Linked DNA regions of Gossypium arboreum: region 2 is linked to region 1. The links are chromatin contacts, called in public Hi-C maps. All regions are on one chromosome and are shown on one strand. Each heading gives the region's core, a stretch centred on a gene start, on an enhancer-like site or on the middle of the called end of the contact. The rest is flanking DNA. Distances are from core to core; before and after follow the strand shown.

Evidence for each region. A called contact is a pair of places that touch in the nucleus more often than the background predicts.
Region 2: a contact with region 1 is called in a Hi-C map of leaf, with 1.9 times the contacts expected there. The contact joins the promoter of LOC108461471 here to the enhancer-like site in region 1. A contact is called at or near these places in 2 of 5 Hi-C or Micro-C datasets (both in leaf).

What each region holds. Positions count from the first base shown.
Region 1 is chr13:121,701,956-121,704,687 of ASM2569848v2, forward strand. No RefSeq gene overlaps it. Among protein-coding and RNA genes, the nearest start is that of LOC108461310, 3.9 kb to the right of the region's middle. Within about 2 kb of position 1,411, at least 2 of the 2 cell types and tissues checked have an H3K27ac peak or open chromatin away from gene starts, as enhancers often do. A contact at or near this core is called in leaf, where this site is marked.
Region 2 is chr13:121,746,001-121,748,700 of ASM2569848v2, forward strand. LOC108461471 reads right to left here and starts at 1,388. Exons shown (of 3, transcript XM_017761327.2): 1 at 1,020-1,388; 2 at 417-485. The coding sequence starts at 1,322.

The sequences.
Region 1 (2,732 bases), core at 161-2,660:
ATCGAGTTCGGCTAGCCTCCTGTTGCTCTCGTCAATCAAAAGCACGAACTAAATCACTAAATCATCTTTTGACTTAAGAATACCTTCAAGGCCATGACTTTACAAGCCTATGACCTTGCAAGACTCATACAATAGGGACTACATCCCTGATGTAGACAAAACACCTGTCTATTTGTACATCATATATATGTTAACTTATATGACAATCTATATTTACATAAAATGACATTAGTAGATCGACCGAACTCCAAAGAACACGAAACTAATATAAAAATGACACATGAAGTCTCAAGAGGATTGAAGATACCCTTAAAATCAAAGAACATGATCTCTCTCTCTTTCTCTCTCTCTCACTCTCTCTCTATCTATCTTCTCCTCTTGAACTCTAGCCCTCTTAAAAACTTAAATTCCAATCAATTATAATTATCTACTACTCTCCACTCACCAAATAAGCATTAATAAACATGCATAAATACTTGAGATAAACTTGAGAAAAAGATATCTAAAACATTAGTATAGAGCACAAAGATGTCTAAAACATGATAATAATAAAAATACAAAGATTTTGAAACTCATGCTTTATTTTATGCATTTCTCTAGTGAAATAACATCATATCTCCTTTTTTTTTCTTTCTCAAATAAACTGAAAGTGAACATGGAAAATAAGCAGCCAAAACTTCTCTTTTAATCAAAGTAACAGGAGAAAGAAAAAAAATATTTTATTATTATTGAAACATATTATTTATTATCGTTTAAGAGCAAAATAAGATTATAAAAGTAATATTCCAAGAAAATGTAATATAATAAACATATATTGATTTTCTTCAACTTATAATAATAAATATATATAATTGAAATGTTATAATAAATCAAAATAACTGAAGAATTTGATTCATAACTTATTATAATTTCGTTTTAGTTTAACTAAATTAACTATAGTCATTAAAAATAAGATAAAATTGTTAAATATATCATATTGTCAATGAATTGTAAGCTTACTTAAAAATATGATATTGATATTAATTGTGTATTCCAAAATCTTGATTAAGAATATAAAATTATTAATTTAAAATAATATTTGAAAATCAATTGTGAGGTCAATTGAGTATTAGCTTAATTGATATGAGCATTGTTGCTAATTTCAATGCAAGAGGACGTAGGTTCGAGTATATTGAAGCGCATTATCCTTTTATTTTTATTTATGAGTTAGGAGGGATTATAAATAGTTATAGACATTGTATCATAAAGAACAGATATGACCAAAACATATAATAAGACTATTAAAAAAATTAAATATGAGAGCTTACACCATAATCTCACATTACCCTAAAAATTTAAAATTCACTGAATCAAATAGACCCAAAAGGTCATATTTGGCTTGAGCCTTGAAGACTACTCTCTTAAAAGAACCCTTGAAAATAGGAGTAGCTTGATGACTACTCGTCCTCGAGGAAGCCCTTTTTCAAGAGACAGTGAGCAGAAGGTATAATAAATGGACCATGTGCATAGTTGGACTACCAACAAAGAGTTTTAATTCAAGCACTTTCTTTGGTGGTGAACTAACTCATCTTCATTGCATCAATGGGATGGGATGGCACAGCTTTGATTGCAAGCGTCCTTTTCTTTATTTACAAATCACTTAATTATTGACCATCTTTCAATTGCATATTTGTTTCAAGATCCTATAATAATAATAGTCTTAATCTCATTTTTCAATTTTAGTAATTTATTTAAATTTTCTTAAATATCAATAAAAACTTAGGTTGTAGGGATACTCCATTCCATAAATAAATCTATATATCTCTTATTTCATTTTAAATATGTAAATATAAATATAACAAAAATAATAAATATATCAAAATCTAATTATATCGTGTTAATCATATTTAAAAATTTTATATTTTTGTTGATTGAGTCTTGCTTGATTGACATGAGCATTATTACTAATGTAAAAGAATGTGGGTTTGAGTGCATTAAAATGCATTATCTTCCTATTTATAGGTCGGGAAAGGACTATAGGTAATTTAAACCAATTGAATTGAATTTTTAATAAATTTTCTTTTATTTTTATAATTTTTAATAATTTATTTAAATAAACCAATAATATGATGGATTTGATAACCAATTCTAATATGACAACTTTGCTTAGAATCTTACCCTTCCCAGGATTGGTATGTAGTTAGGTGCTTTCCACCCCTTTGTTATTTTTCTTTTCACTTTCAATATGTAATTCTTTTTCCCTTCACGTGAAAGCAACAGTTATGCTACAACTCACCTACCTAACTACAGCACCTCTTTCATTAACTTATCTTTTTCGCTTTTTATTTCCTTCATTGGACAATCAATATATAGATTGTAATTACAAATGTGCCATGCGTAAGGACCCTTTAGATGCACGTTTTCCTCTAGTATAATGCATTTAATTTTCTTTTTGTCTCACACTATAGTATTGTTATAATATTTAATCTTATCGTTATTATTATTTTTACATTAACCATATGTAAACCACCTATCCAAAGAAGTCCTAAGTCTTTTAAGTTGGTGGTTCGAGATTTTATGCACTTATGTTACTTACATAATATATATTACGTTTTACAGTAATACTTCTTGAGTTTTGCAAATTGTACCATTGTATTACCACCAAAGGAGGTGCCTTCCTTCATAAACTTTAGACGGCTCTCGACAAAAATTAAGGACAAAAAAACTCAAACACGAGAACAATATCTCTTATT
Region 2 (2,700 bases), core at 138-2,637, 44 kb after region 1:
TAGTAATCCAAAGCGCTCTTTCACTCGTTTGCACTCGCTCCCTATTCCTTACTTCCTAAGAAGCTCATTATTCAGTGTTGGCTTAAGCTAGATCCCAGGAATGAAGCTCCAGACCATACACAATCCTACACTTCAATTTTGCATAGAATGGCCACATTCAAGCTTGAAACACACACACTTTTGTGCTTTCAACCTAAAATTTCTACTGAGTCCAAAGATATATAACAAGAATTGCAAAGAACCAACGTCTTTCTTTCTACATGACTACATCTACCCAAAGCCACAACGAGTTATGCTGGTTCAAAGTTCATAACTAGATCCTCTCGATCTAAAGCAACCATTTTCTCAAACTTATTGTAACAATAAAAATCAGCAAGCAATGAATCATGAGAAAACAAGGAAAAAGGAATTCTCACTTCATAAGCATGGCGGATGCTCTTGAATAGCTCACTAGCTCGTGAATGCTTGCTCACATCGGGATGATACTGCCATCAAAACATGAAAGTACATAAACCATAACAAATTCATTTCATAGACTCTTCTTAACTAATATGTATATATATTGATCTCGACCGGAGCCTCATGTTCTTGAACTCTATCCAAAGATTCAAAGAAAAAACCATTTTTAATATATATATATATATATTAAGATAAGATTCATGCGAAAGCAGAACTGGACAAAATTAATAGTATAATAAAAAATTTTAAATTCAGAATCTATTTCTATAAATTTCCTTCACGAAGCATAATAAGTTCACTGTAATTCATATAGCTTCATAAATAAATAAATCATCGGTATATAACAAATTCAACCTCAGAGTAGCTCTAAAAAAGGATATTTTTCGAGCCTCCTATTACAAATGATCATTTCTAGATCACAAAGTTCTTAATAGTTAATTCACAAGATTTTGCAAAAGAAAATTTTAGACCTTAAAAACAATTGGCGGTGAAAAAAAAAATAGTCAAGCATAAATTGAGTTAAAGTAATTAAGAATGGAAAAAGAACAAAAAACGATTACCTTTCGAGCGAGAAGTCGATAAGCTCGCTTGATATCAGCGGAGGAAGCATTCCTAGCGACGCCGAGTACTGTATAATGGTTCTGCTTGCCGTTGATTCCAGTCGCTGGTGTGAACGATGATGATGGCGGTGGGACCCAGCGGTTACGATGTTCGCTCGGGTGTTGGTTGTAAGGGTGGCGCCAGCTGCCGCTGAACGGAGAAGCGGAAATGGAAGGGTTGCCGCCGTTAGCTATGAAGGAGAAGGAGGAGGAGGGGGGAAAGCCGTGGATGGGAGTGGGTCCCACCAAAAGGTGCCACTGCATTGTGGTTCATGGATTTGGTAATGAAATCTACGCCCCTTTTAAATGGCTTTTTTCTTTTTCGCGTTCTGGAGGAAGGAGCAGTTCAGTAAAGGAGGAATGGTAATTTGACTTGCGGGTGACATAGGATATGGTGAATGTCTCGGGCCAACCGTTTAGTGAGATTTTTTGACCCGATAATTGTGGTCTTAGCCCAATGTATTGTATAATTTTTTTTTGTTGTTGGTGAATTATAATAATAAGGTAAAGTCTGATCAATTAACGTAATTAATGTGACTCAAATTTAAATTATATTTGAGACGATAAACAACTTTGACCATCGATCATCACATAGAGTTTTAAGTGTATTAAATTTTATTTTTAAAATACTATTACATTTTAATTTTATATATATATATATATATTCAATAATATTAATAGAAAGTAAAATAGAATATATTGAAACTATAATTTATTTTAGTTAATGGAAGACATGAATAACACAAATTTTATAACTGAAATAAAAATGAAAATTATGAATTATGAATTATTAAAGAGTTAACAACATTATTTAATTTTTTTAAATATCTTAATATTTTTATTTATCATTTTTGTTGTTTTGGAAGGTGAGATATATCAATATTATAATTAGACTACTTAAATTTTACACTGATATAAGTAAATTTTATTATTATTAAAATTTGATTATTCATATTATTTGTGTTATTAACTAAAACTAAAATAAACAAGTTTTTTTCAAGTAAAATTTTAATTGATTTAACATTTCTATTATATTTATTTAGAATATTACTTTTTAAATATATATTTAAGGTTTAATTTTTAAGTAAATAAATAATTAAATAATTTTAATTTATTTAAACATTAATAAAATATAAAATATGATAATTCTATCATTAAATTTTCAATTAGACAAACAATGGAAATGTGTGTGACAAATGAAAATGTAATTCAAAATATCCAATAACTAAAATTTATAATTATTAATACTATAAAACTTATCTATATTGTACTAAAAACTTTTAATTGAATTTTTTGAGACAAAATGAGCTGAGAGTTGTTGAATTGCACTCGGCAGTACTAACTGCAGATTATCAATTGCACTCGACAGTACTAACTGCAGATTATCACTAAAGTGGTTTAATACTTGCAATATTTGAGTTAGCAATTTAATGATAAAAATTTTTGGACCTAATTATATGTTGTTATATTGAAGATACTTTGATCTAGACCTGATCATGGACCGTTTTCTAGGCCAGGGTCGGGCTACCTCAAAAAATGGGTCTAAAAGTTTGTCCAAGCCCAGCCCAGATAAAAAATGTTAAACCCGAGTTTGACCTTTTAGTATTAATTTTTTATATTATTTTTATATAAAAATAAATTT